Regions from separate parts of the Mus musculus genome. Here all the other regions are linked to region 2. The links are chromatin contacts, called in public capture Hi-C and promoter capture Hi-C maps. All regions are on one chromosome and are shown on one strand. Each heading gives the region's core, a stretch centred on a gene start, on an enhancer-like site or on the middle of the called end of the contact. The rest is flanking DNA. Distances are from core to core; before and after follow the strand shown.

Region 1 (4,543 bases), core at 1,526-4,025, 630 kb before region 2:
CTCAGTGGGTAAGAGCACCCGACTGCTCTTCCGAAGGTCCAGAGTTCAAATCCCAGCAACCACATGGTGGCTTACAACCATCCGTGACAAGATCTGACGCCCTCTTCTGGTGTGTCTGAAGACAGCTACAGTGTACTTACATATAATAATAAATAAATCTAAAAAAAAAAAAAAAAAAGAAAAGAAAAGACTTTCAAAGAGCCCATTAATACCTTCTATAGTAAAATATATTTTACAATTCCAATACATACAGTTTTGCAGCTCTGGGGATTGAACCAGGGGGCGAGCAACCACTGGGCTGCATCCATAGCCCAGCAAACACATTCATTTTACTGTGTTGGTTTTACTGTTCTTTTGAAACAGGCTATTAGAAAGGCTTAAGTTACATAAATAAGAGGGGCTCCCAGAAACTGAAGTGACAGTCAGGAAGCCTGTCTGGGTCTGACCTAGGTCCTCTGTACATACATTATAGTTGCATAGCTCAGTGCTCTTGTGGGACTCCGCACAGGGGGAATGCGACATCCCTGACTCTTTTGCCCGCTCTTGGGACCCTTTTCCTCCTAGTGGGTTACCTCATCCAGCCTGGATATGAGGACTTGTGGCTAGTCTTCTTGTAACTTCATGCCATGTTCGATTGAAATCCCTGGGAGGGAGGCCTGCTCTTTTCTTTTCCTTTCTTTTCTTTCTCCTCCTCCTTTTTTGGGGGGGGTGGGGGGTTCGAGACAGGGTTTCTCTGTGTAGCCCTGGCTGTCCTGAAACTCACTCTGTAGACCAGGCTGGCCTCAAACTCAGAAATCCGCCTGCCTCTGCCTCCGGAGTGCTGTGATTAAAGGTGTGCGCCACCACCGCCCGGCTCTCCTCCTCCTTCTTGCTTTTTTGGAGAGAATGAGAGAGGAGTGGATCTGAGGGAGCGAGAGGGAGAGTCTCTGAGAGGAGGAGAGGAGAGGAAACTGGAGTTGAATTTGGATGTAATATGTGAGAGAAATGTAAAACAAATACATAACTAAGCTGACACTTAGACATACAGACCACGCTGCTCTGGACTTAGGAGGCTCCCTGTCTTCTGCAGCGAACAAAGCAAAGAGGAAGCCAGGCCAGGCACAGTTACCCTGTGCCCTGATCTGGGGAAGATTGACTTGGATTTCATTCTGTTGTTTGGGATTTTTGGTGGTGCTGCTGCTGCTGCTGCTGCTGGTAGTGGTTTGTTTAGTTTTTTAAATACACATCAAATGCAGAGAGAAGAACATACTAACATATAGTTTACAGAAGGGGTAGGACAGAAGATGTGGGACAAACTGTACATTCTCCAACCAGTCACCCTCTGCCCACTTGGGGCATGGTGTCTAGGACCCAGACTTGCTGATTAGAAGCAGAGCCCTGAACCATATCCCGGTTCCACCTTGAACACCCCTGTGGACACCCAGCATTGTCCAAATGCATCCCTGAGGCCCTCCAGGACCACACAGCCTGGGCCCAACTTGTCCTTCTGGTTTCATCCCAAAAGCTCAAAGGTCAAAATAGTCACACCGTCAGTCAGTTCACACTTTTATTTAGCCAGCCACTCAACAAACATTTATCGATTACCCTACGCGTACAGGCTACCGCTGGCTGCTGAGGTCATGGTGGTTAGTAAACTAGTACTTATCCCTGCAGTGGCTGGGGATACACCTCTGGGTCAGGGGTGAAAGCTAACTAACTAAAGATCTGTTGCGAATGAATATGGAAGAAACACGGGTCGTGAGTGCAGTCGGATCAGCCAGATCAGCCAAGGCATTTCAGCTCAATGATTCAAGTTGGCCAGACTCGGCCAGAGAGAGGCCGGAGGTAGGTGGGGGACAGTCCAGCTGAAGGGCAAGGGCTTCTTTTGCCTTGTCAAGAGTTGTGAAACTTATCCAACTGTCCAGCTCCAGCTGTCTACCTGAAAGGCCTCTACCCACTCATGGGGCAGGCTAATCCTGCCACTCACTTGAGGCCTCAAGGAAAATAAACAAAGGGCTTATTGGGGGAAAGCCTAAGACAGAGCTGGAGCTAGGTTTGGGGTATCGCTGATGCTGGACGCTGGGGCTGAGGATACAGTGGGATTCAGAACTAAAGTCCAGAATCAGCTGGAATGAGGAGGTTTCAGGCCAGTTGGAACCTCCTACTGGCTCTCCTCCTGCCTCAGCCTCTCAGGGTGCAAAGATTGCAGGCCTGGCTGTAGATCTTCGGGGAGGGGCTGAAGGTAAAATTAAGTTGGAGTTGTGGGGTGGGCTAGGGCTCAGACTGGGGCAGAGGGCCAGCATTCTTTCCTCCTGCTGACCCAATCTGCATATTGTGTTTCAGACCTACCAGCAGCGGACAGAAGCCCCTCCCTTCCCAGGAATGTCTCAGCCCCACTGAAGTCGCAGGGCCACGTCAGCCAATTGGCTCAGGCCCTGCCCTGGAAACAGCACCTGTTAATCCCCCCCTCCTTCCAGCTCACCTGGGTGCAGGTTAGGCAGGTGAAGCGTCTCCCCGGAAACAGACCTAGAGCGCCCAACCTGCTGGGTCCTGCCTGCTCAAATCGGATTCAGCACAGCCAGGCGTCCCGTGAGTGCCCCATACGCCCCACCCCCACCTTTTTCACGGGTTCTACTACCGGGAACCTCCACCCACGCTGGGGTCGTTCCCCAATAGACGGTGTCAGCACCTTCAGATGAGCAAGCCACAGTCCTGAGGAATGCTGGGACAGACTCCGCCCACGGTCCCTCCCCCAACCACCCTTGGGGCGTGGGCATTTACCCCACCCACCTTGCGTGCCAGGCAACCTCTCTGCAAAGGGCAGAGCGGTCCCCTACTCTGTCTCGTTGGAGTAAAAACGTGGTCTCGGCAGTGTGGTCCATGTGGGTTCTGATTCACCCCGAGTCTCTCTGGCTCAAAAAAGTATGTTTTGAGCTCCTTTGCCCCGTGGGAAGTCTAAAAGGAGTATGTTAGATGACTTCTCCCACTCCTCAGAATTAACTTCTCTGTCCTCACTTTTCAGAAAAAGCCTCTAAGAGGTGAGCTGGGGCTTCCCTGCCCCACTCCCGTCCCTCCTGGACTCGCAGCTGACACCTACAGGATCGGTCTCTCCTGCTGCCGGAAGTTGGGTTCCTTGCCGGCAGTGCTAGCTTTATTTTTACCTGATGTGAGTCATGCCGCCTGTCTTGTAGGGAACAGGTTAAATGAGTAACACTGTTAGATCCCTCCCCACATTCCCACGATGGGAAGGACTAGGCTGCGGTTCAAATCCTGAGTCCTCCTTTTGCTGCCTTAGAGAACACGTGGAGCCGTTTAGCAGGGGATGGACCCGTGGGGAGCAGGCAGGTTCTGGATGAGCGCCGAGAACAGGACTGGATAGAGATATGTTTAGAGGCAAGAGACAGCCCCTGGGGCCATGGATTGGCAAAAGCAGAAGGCGCTGAGGAGCCCCCGGAGTGGGCCGAGAGGGAGGGTGGGTGGTAACAGCATCTTGAGAAAGGAACACAGGAGGAACAGGTTCAGGGTAAGATGAGGAATTTGGGTTGGGCCCTGTTGCATCAGAGACGACCAGCACTGGAAGGAGAGACTTGGAGCATGCGTCTTCTTTTGCCTGACGGAGATAGGGTGGAACTAGAGGAAGAACGGTGTTAGGGGTCAGATCCTGACCCACAGAGAAGGAAGGGTACAGCCCTATGAGAGAAGGGTCAGGCTCAGCCTGCTGGTTCCAGAAGGGTTAAGTCACCAGCCTCCCTTTCCCATAGCTTCCCCCACCCAGGACCCAGCAGTGACAGCTGAGGCCATGTGAGTCTGATCCTGAATGAGGCATTATCTCTGACAGTTTGTCCTGTCATCCACTGTGGCACCACCAGCTTCCTCCGACAGCCTGGATGGAACAGGCCACCGAGACAGCCTGTGTGAGAGGTCAGGAGCTGGGCAAGGGGATTCTCTGAAGGGGAAGGGGAGCTCTGTGGTGGAGGGAACTCTGTTGGGGTCAGGGGAGGTGCTTTGGCAAGGTGCAGTGCTAGGGTTGTAGCTCTTGGGAATAGGTCCTGAGGACCCCGGGGAAGATTCTTGGGGCCCTTCCCTGAGACTCCCAGATGAGGCTATAGGGCCAGATGGGTGGGAAATAACTTGTGATCCTGTCCTGCAGGTGAGGGTAACCATAGCCTGGACTAAGAAGAGGAGACTGGGCTTCTCGCTGGCAACCAGGTGATGGGGACACAGGGTCACGACAAACACCCTCTGAACCCTGACAGTGATCCTCTGTCCTGACCCTGCCTGACCAAGCCATGTCCCAGCAAGCCTCAGTGGGCAGGGGGCTGCCCCCAGATGTGCTGGCAGAGCAGGTGGAGCTATGGTGGTCCCAGCAGCCCCGTCGCTCCTTGCTCTGTTTCTCCGTGGCCGTGATCCTTGTGGCTGGCTGTGGGGCCGGTGGTGTGGCGCTGCTGTCCTCCACCAGCAGCCGATCCGGCGAATGGCGACTAGCCGTGGGCACTGTGCTCTGTCTGCTGGCCCTGCTGGTTCTGGTGAAGCAGCTGATGAGCTCTGCCGTGCAGGATATGAA
Region 2 (4,453 bases), core at 781-3,280:
GATGGACTATAATATGGGATTGTAAGATGAATAAACCCTTTCCTGCCAAATTTGGTCATGGTGTTTTGTTACACCAATAGAAACCCTAAAACGGTTGTGAACCACCTTGTGAGTGCTGGGAATTGAACCCAGGTCTCTGGAAGAGCAGCTGGTGCTTTTTTTTTTTTTTTTTTTTTCCGAGACAGGGTTTCTCTGTGTAGCCCTGGCTGTCCTGGACTTCACTCTGTAGACCAGGCTGGCCTCAAACTCACAGGGATCCAATTGGCTTCTTTAAAACGCTTAAAACATTTTCTTTTTTTCCTTTTGGACAACGATTTGCTGACTCATTGTGATGGATGGACTTCCTCTAGCAGCCAAGTGAGTCCTTCTCCTTCCCAGGCTTTGAGGATTCGTCAAGATCTTGTCAAGTTTCTTCGACCTTCTCTGGCCTCAGCAGCTACTTCCAGAGCCAGCTTCCTCCCTTAGAGCACAAGTGTCACCTGGTGTGGTGGGACACATGTAAAGCCCTGTATAGTGACTCCAGCTCTTGTCTTAATCTGTTTCCTCCCCAGGTTTACAAAATTGCTGCTCCTCCTGACGGTATGCCAGCCCTTCTTATTCTTACCCAACTTTGCTACTGCTAGAAGGCTGTGTTGGGAAGAGTTTAGTCAATAAGGAGAGAGAAGCCATATAGTAAGCCCAAATTGAGCTTAATATAATTTATCTAAAAAAAAAAAGTTTTAGGCTGGGCATGGTGGTACATAACTTTAATTCTAGCACTTTGGAAGCAGACACAAGTGGGTTTCGGTGAGCTGGAAGCCAGCCTGGTCTACAGAGTTTCAAGATAGCCAGGGCCTCACAGAGAAACCCTGTCTTGGAAAAAAAGAAAAGAAAAGAAAAAGAAAGATCCTTCTGTTTGAAATCATTTCCTTTCCTGCTGACAGGAGTCAAGGAAAGAAAAAGTTGAGCATGGAGAGGAAGTGCCTGCTGGGAGCAGGGCTTGCCTTCCTCCAACCTCAATTTCCCCATTTTAGCTGAAGACAATGAATAAAAATACCCACTCAAGCCCGGGCTACATAGTGAGATCCCCGCTTGAAAACAAAGAAGGTGGAGGATGTGGTTCAGTTGACAGGGTGCGCGGGAGGCACAGCACTTCAGACACCCATCTTGGTGGCACACTCCTGTAATCCCGGGAGTGCTGGGATTAAAGAGGTACACTCCCCACCCCAAGGCAAGAGACTCCATCTCAAAACAAACCAACCCGCCACAGCAGAATAGAGAGAGAACAAAACCTAAGGTAAAGCCATGAGCTATTCTTACTTGAAACATAATGAAAACCTTAACGATTTCCCTTCTCCTCCTCGTTTCACACACACATACACGCGCGCGCGCAGAATAATATGATTTCCCGGTTGCTCCCGAGCAGATCCACAGTGCTTTTTTTTTTTTTTTTAATTGTGGGGCACCAAGTAACTCCTATCTTTCCTCTTCTTTAGCGGGTGCTGATGGTCACCAACACAACCAGTTCCCTGTGCCTGAGCGCCGACCAAACGTGACCCTCTCCCCTCCATTCTTGGCTTCCAACTCCACCCAAAGGCCCCATGAATCACGTCTTCGCAAGAGTTGCACTCCTAGGCAATGTGACTGAGCAAGATGGTCCTCTGCCCTAAGCCGAGAATAGGATAGGGTTCCATAGGACCCCCAACCCACGTGCTCCAAGCCTCCCTCCTCAGGAGCCACCTTCCGGTCCGACGAAAACTACATTTCCCAGGGTGCATAGAGGCGGGTCCTTGCTTCAGGCAGGGGCCCCTGGCGGTGTGCCGTTCCGTCGCCTGTTCGGGGGCGCGCGAGCTAGCACGAGGACAGGGCCAAAGACCCGGAATGAGTTTCCGCGTAGTTCCGCCGTGCCGTGTCTCGATGTGCTTGGCCGTGCCGGGCCAGGACAAGCGTGGGTGGGGGCCTAAGTTGGTGGTACTGGCGACAGGCGCTCGGGACAGCCCGAGTCTTGCTGAGGTCCCCGCCCCGTCCCGGCCGGGCCGGCCTGTCTGTCAGTCACTGGGGCGGAGGCAGCGACCGTAGCGGGGCCAACGCCGGGAGGCGAACAGATCGCGGGCCAGGCGAACGGAGGGGACCTATCTCAGTCCCCCAACTCTACCGACTCTGCCCCAGACTCACGAAACTGCAATCCCGTGCTTCCTTGGACGTCTCCGTATCTCGCGAAGGGCTCTCTCCCGGGTGATCTCCCAGCCCCCCTGACCTCATAGCATCTAGAAGCTCGTCCAGACTGGGGTGTTATGGGTACAGGCCGTTGATTCTGTGACCCCTCACGGGCCAGGGCCTCTGTTTCCCCTATAGGCCTCCCTCCCCTATGACTTTTGATTCAAGGGACAGAGCTGTGACCTCCCACTAGGACCCTTGTCTGGGAGTACCTCACGGACGCCTCCCTTCTGGGAGCCGCCTTAGCGGGTCCCTTTCCGAAGAGCACATCTTTTGACCTCTGCAACCCACTCCCCCTCCAAACGAGGTGGGCAGGCCTCGGCAGCCATGCCCGCCCTGGGCATCCCCTCATCCCACCACCTCCCGGGTACTCAAGCCGGGGTCTAGCAGGGGGCCGACAGCCAAAGGGCTGGGGCAAGAAAGAGATCAGGGTCCACCTCCCTGCCAGGCAGGGAGCAAAGATGGAGCGGCGGGAGGAGCAGCTGGGGGCTGCAGGGGCTGGAGCAGCACCAGCCTTGGACTTCACTGTGGAGAACGTGGAGAAGGTATGAGGGCCTTGGGGTGGGCACTCCAGTGACAGAGCAGAAGTTCTGGGGACTGACACTAATGCCAAAGCTCAGACGCGGGCTCAGTGCCCGCTGGGATGATGCCCCCAGAGCACCTGGTATTTACCATCTCTCTTGGGCAGCCGGCTTGGACAGCAGTGTTGCAGTGCCTAATGGGCTATTTTGGGCTTTCTGTAGACACAGGTCCCCTTTCGGATAGATACTCTAGGATCTTAGGTTGTTCCCTGTAGGGTGCTGAAGGGTTTAGACTTATAACCAAATCGGCTCCTGCCCAGATCCAGGAGAAAAGCAGGCGGAGTTCTGGAGGGAACCAGAAACTCACAAGACCTGCCACTCAGCCACCCCCACCCCCACGTTAGAAACCACACGGATGCTGAATGATCCTGGACCCGACTCACTTTTTTTCAGTCAAAGGCTCACAAAGATATCTGGAGCTAAACCCGTCTGAGTTATATGTTCATTTATCTTCAGAAAGGGTCTTTTCCTTATTGGATGGAAGTCAAACCGGTCCTGGACAGGCAGGAGTGTGCCTGGCTCTCTTGTTTTGTGCTGGGTCCAAGGGGCTTGGCTCTGCTGGCAACTTTACAGGGCCCTTCCTTCCTTACCTGCCCACATGGCTTTCTGCCATGGCCTCCTTCCAGACTTCTCCATTGCCCAGGCCATCTTTTTCTATTCTATTCTTCTCCCAGCAGCCTGGAATGCAGGAATGCACCCGCCCCACCCCCAATACTCCCAAGGATGATCCGAGAGGTAGGGGTATCCTACTGGATAGCAAGGGGCAGTCATAGAAAAACATTTGTTGTTCTTGAGGCTTGTTTACCTAACAAATGTTGAGAACACATATCTTCTTGTTCGGTCTCTTGTCTCCTTTTGCTTCCTTGAGTGGCTGGCTGTACAAGGGACAGTAGCCATAACTGGCTTTCAGGGGGCGGGAGGGTACAGATTTGGTTAATCCTAGTTGGATGGAGTCCATTTAGGGAACCTGGCTGGCCCTTGGGGCTGGACAGTGTTGGCATGGTGGCACATGGTTGGTTTCATGTGCTGCCAGGGAGATGAGCCATTGTTTTCTCTCTGCATGAAGTCCCAATGGAGTTGGGCCTTGGGGATTCTGCTGCTGACAGCTCCCGGGTAGGCACTTGCTTAGGCTGCTTCTGGCCAAGGCCTCTCTGCATCATCTGATTGGAGACTTACTTGTACTCTCTGAAGATGTATGTTCCCACCCTCCCTTCCAGTGTATCCGTTCCAGAGCTACCTGGCCTGAAGCAGTCCTTCTCAGATTTCATACTGGCTTTAGTGCCAGCCTCTGGAGTGACCTCGGGATGATCCTGGGGGAGCAGATGGAGTTTGCTTGTTGGAATCAATGGGAGGAGCTGTATCTAAAGAGCCAGGCTCCTTCAGGCTGTTCTGTACTTGTCTGGAGCTTACATTTATTCCCCGTGGAGTCATTCCCTCCTCCTAGGCCTTGCCCTTACATACCTCCCTGTGGGACGAGCCCAGCCCCGGCCTTTTCTGCTTTCCTGTGGAGAGTCCCTCTCAGAACCCGTTTGTACTATAAGAAGAGAATATGATAGAGCATGGGCAAGATTCAGGCTTTCAAAAGGTCAGCGGAATCCTGAGCTCTCTCCCTTCCTACTCACTCCGTCTTCCCCCAAGTCAGGGAGAGGCAGCATCTTGCAGGACCGAGTCCCACC
Region 3 (4,387 bases), core at 91-2,590, 900 kb after region 2:
ATGTGACCCTCACTACAGATCAGTACATGCAACCTGGTGGTTCCAGACTCTAGAACCACTTCTAGAGGTCATCATATTGATGCTTGTGAATCTAGTGCCAATACCTGGTTATAAAGTGTGAATTAACCTCCTGGGCTCAAGTGATTCCCAGTCTTACCACCTTAGCAGCCAGAACTGCAGGTCTACGGCTACTCCTGCTTTAGGCTGGTTTTCTCCTGGGACAAGTAACCAAGTAGCAAAACTCTTTAAAAAGACTCTGCTCAGAAATCATCTTGCATAGCATGAAGCTACAACTAACTTTTTGCACACCAATGATGGGACTTCTTTCACCTGCTGCTTCTACTATACTCTGTACGGACTGTGTCAACCTTTATAGGCTTCACTGCAGGCATTCATTTAAATGCCTATTAAGAGTGAGTTCCTTGAAGTTGGGGACTATGTGTTGTCAGGATACACCCAGTCAGATGCCAGATACTATATGTGGAATGAGCATCTGTGAACCTCACAGCAACCCCACATTAGTGTTAAGCTCAAATGTGTACAAGAACACATTTGGAACCCAGGTGGCTAGAACCTAAAGTTCCTGTTCTCAATCTCTGGGTTAAGGAGGAAAAAAAAAAAAAAAGACGCAACCTAAGAAACAAGAATACTTATGAACCTAACCAATCATAAGGCTAGACTTAAAAGTTTCAACTTTACCGTCGTGACTCCCAATACCAAGTCGATGAGTCTCACCAGCCTCCAAGTTTTACAGGAGGCGTTTACAGAGTCCCAGTCATGCCTTCCTCACAGTTGCCGTCTTCTGTCCTAAATTGTAAGATCGGCTACTGCATTGTAATTGGTTTGCCAAACCTTTGCGCGCTGCCTAAAAGGGCCTTACTGTATCCCATTTAGTCCCTGCCTTGAGCCCAAATAAATGTGGGACGAATAAATAATGTGGAAACCATGTCAGCAAGGCACCAAGGGAGTCTAGTGCTCACTCGGTGTGACTTCGGGCAGAACTGTCCCTCCCTGAAACTCAGTTTTTCCATCTGTTGCACAAGGCTTGGACTCTCCAGTCCCCCAGTCGGGACGCATGGCTCTACGGCCAGGGCCGGCAGTGTCTCGCCCGGCGATTTCGGGAGCGCAGTCCCTGTCTGCCTACTCGGGTCCTGCTCGGCTAGCTGGCCTCCCTCACAGGAACCCGGCTTTCCAGCATCCGCGCGCCGCTCTCCCTGCTCAGCCAGCTCGTGCCCCGCCTGGCACCGCACTAGCCCCGGCTTTACCTCAGCTATCCGCACGCCGCAGCCTCTCCCAGCGCTCCCCACGCCGCCTCTGGCTGACAAGCCAAGAGCGCAGGCGCGCGGTGGCCGAGCGGTTCGATACGACGCGCCGACTCAGGAAGGAGGAACGAGTGCCGAGTAATAGATGGCAGAAGGCAAGGATGCTCTTGCGGAGCGTGCCGGAGACCAAGCGACCGACGAGCCGTGGCGTGGAGTTTCTGTATTGCTGCCTAGTGCTTGTTAAATGTCCCCTTCAATCTCTAACGTTTCGGAGTTGCCATTCTAAATCCCAGCCTCACGGCACTGTAAATTTGGCTTGTCAATACTTTTTGTTTTGTTTTGTGATTTTTTTTTTTCAAGACAGGGTTTCTCTGTGTAGCCCTGGCTGTCCTGGAACTCACTCTGTAAACCAGGCTAGCCTCGAACTCACAGAGAACCGCCAGCTGCAATCTCCCCTGCCTCTGCCCCCGGTAGACTGGGATTAAAGACCTGCACCAACACTCATAGAAGATTCAAGAATTTAAAAAAACAAAGCAAAACAAAACACCTACTAAATTCCCTTGCAAGCCAGCGGTTGGTTAGGCTTCTAGTGTGCAAGATGCCTGATTTGGCCTTTGTGTCAGCAAACTTTAGCCATTCAAACAATAAATTCATTTCTGATAGTGTGAGAACCGGACTTAGAGCGTTTCTCCCTGGGAGGTAAAGCCCCTAAAACATTCCCCCAAGCTTGTTTTCCCTGTTCTCTAAAAATACAGCTAGAAAGAAGCTCTTTGTTCTCTATAGCCAGCAAAAAGCCTTTTTGTTTCTATACCTTACAACCAGAGATGCGATAATTGTAATTTTACCAAGGATACCCGGCAGAGAAGAGCTGTTGAGTTATTGGGGTGCGGGCCAGCTCATCCCGGGACTTGAGCTGAGGCCCAGCTTTGGGGGTCTTACAATAGCACTTAATGGTTTGAAGAGAGTAAGTCGGGTTGAGCCTTGGGAAAGAGCCTTGCAAGCTGACTAGACAGCAAGTGCAAAGATCCTGCCCGTGGTGGTGAATGCCTATAATCCCAACACTTGGGAGGCAGAGGCAGGCCTATGTCTGTCAGTTCGAGGCCAGCCTGGTCTACAGAGTGATTTCCAGGACAGCAGGGCTACACAGAGAAACCCTGTCTCAAAAAACAAAAAAACAAAAAAACAGCAACAAACAAACAAATCCCAAAAGAAACCCCGGAGTTCAATAAAGAGTAGGAAGGGCACTGCAGCAGAAATAAAGTGAGAGGGGAAGTGGGTGAGTAAAGGCTACCAGAGGGAGCCAGATGGAGGAGACCAGAGAATTCAGACCCCACCGGCTTGTAGGCTATAGCAAGGAACATAAGTTTTTTCTGTGGAATGTATAATGAACATAACGTAAGAAAACAGAGACAGAAGCACTCTTTTTTAATAGCTTCTTAACTCAGATAGCACAGGAGGAAACAAGCCCCATGGTGTCTGCAGCCCAGGGCCTACAGTCCTGTCTTCATATTGGCATATAAAAGCTTTTAGTGTGGTTGTGCATGGTATTGCATGTCTGTGATCTCAAAGGCTGAGGGAGAAGGACTGTAAATCCTGAGCTAAATAAGGAGACCTGTCTCAAAAGTAGGAGTGGGGAGTGGGGACACCACAACGGTGACAACTTAAAGGGAGCATGAGTCTAAACTGGAATTTCACAGTCTGAGCCTAGGCCTGGGCCTGGACCTTTGATTGAGCCTTGGCCTTGACTCAAGCTATTTTGAATGATTGCTTATTTGATCAGAAATTATTGAGCAGATGAACATTATATGACAAGTTTTGTCTGTTGTTGTTGTTGTTGTTATTTATTACTATTACTATCATCCCTTTGAGATAGAGTCTCACAAGGCCCAGGCTGTCCTCAAACTTTATACCTGAGGCTGGCCTTGAGCCCCTGGTCCTCCTTTATCCACCTCTTGACTGGTGGGATTACAGGTGTATACTACCATAGCTGGCTTATGTAGCACTGGGTATCACACCCAGCGCCTGGAGCACACTAGACAAGTACTCTATCAACTTTACTATGTCTATAGCCAACAAGGTTTTGAAAGATCATGGAAGTTTCTAAGTCAAGAAGTCTCTGGAAACAAGGAAGGAGACCACATAAAAAGCAGTGATTGCCTGAAATACCCCAAATATCCAAGCTACCCTAAAATCCTGAATTTAGACAAATCTTAAAATTGTGAGAGAAAAAAATAAAAGTTGCTGTTCTTTTTTTTTTAAGAATTATTGATTTATTTTATGTATGTGAATACACTGTAGCTGTCTTCAGACACACCAGAAGAGGGCATCAGATCTCCACTATGGATGGTTGTGAACCACCATGTGGTTGCTGGGATTTGAACTCAGGACCTCTGGAAGAACAGTCAGTGCTCTTAACCACTGAGCCATCTCTCCAGCCCCCAACAGTTGCTGTTCTAAGCACTAAATTTTGGGGTAGTTAGTTAAACTGCAGTAAATAGCCCAGACATTCTCTCCTCTGACTGTTCTGGAACTCACTCTGTAGACAAGGCTGGCCTTGAACTCAGAGATTTGCCTGCCTGTAGCTCCAAGTGCTGAGTTTAAAGGCATGCAACACTCCCACCCAACTAATTTCTTAATCTTTTGAAAGCTCTCCCGGTTCCTTTTTTTCTCCAGTTTTCTTCCTTCCTTCTTTCCTTTCCTTTTAACTTTTAGCTTTTTCCTCTCTGCATGTGTATCTGTGTGAGAATGTCTGATCTCTTGGAGCTGGCGTTACAGAGGAGGAGGAGGAGAATTATCTCAGGTCTAAGGTAAACCCTATGTGAGCTACAATGTGGGTGCTGAGAATTGACCCTGGGTCCTCTGGAAGAGGAGCCAGTGCTCTAACCACTGAGCAATCTCTCCAGCCCCTTTTCCAGTTCTCTTAATCTTGAGTTGCTTTAGTATTTACCAGTTAGAAGACAGTCTGGTTTCTGTATTGAGAATAAAGGCATATGTTCATGAATGCCTTTAATCCTAGCACTTGGTAGACAGAAACAGGCAGAACTCTGTGGTGCCAGCTTGGTCTATATAGAAAGTTCCAGGCCAGCCAGTGAGACCTTGTCCCAAATTAATAATTTGTGTGGTGG

The links. Capture Hi-C pulls out chosen DNA fragments and counts their contacts.
Region 1: a contact with region 2 is called in a capture Hi-C map of embryonic stem cells, with 3 times the contacts expected there. The contact joins the promoter of Tmem125 here to the promoter of Ipo13 in region 2. A contact is called at or near these places in 1 of 39 promoter capture datasets (embryonic stem cells), 3 of 115 datasets of contacts at active chromatin or transcription factors (embryonic stem cells, epiblast stem cells and extraembryonic endoderm stem cells) and 1 of 9 other capture datasets (embryonic stem cells).
Region 3: a contact with region 2 is called in a promoter capture Hi-C map of adipose tissue. The contact joins the promoter of Eif2b3 here to the promoter of Ipo13 in region 2. A contact is called at or near these places in 1 of 39 promoter capture datasets (liver) and 1 of 9 other capture datasets (adipose tissue).

What each region holds. Positions count from the first base shown.
Region 1 is chr4:118,541,958-118,546,500 of GRCm38.p6, reverse strand. It overlaps Tmem125 (transmembrane protein 125), which reads left to right and starts at 2,775. Exons shown (of 4, transcript NM_172383.3): 1 at 2,775-2,901; 2 at 3,002-3,145; 3 at 3,741-3,900; 4 at 4,130-4,543. The coding sequence starts at 4,269.
Region 2 is chr4:117,912,576-117,917,028 of GRCm38.p6, reverse strand. It overlaps Ipo13 (importin 13), which reads left to right and starts at 2,030. Exons shown (of 20, transcript NM_146152.3): 1 at 2,030-2,741. The coding sequence starts at 2,658.
Region 3 is chr4:117,016,355-117,020,741 of GRCm38.p6, reverse strand. Eif2b3 (eukaryotic translation initiation factor 2B, subunit 3) reads right to left here and starts at 1,340. Exons shown (of 12, transcript NM_001111277.2): 1 at 1,266-1,340.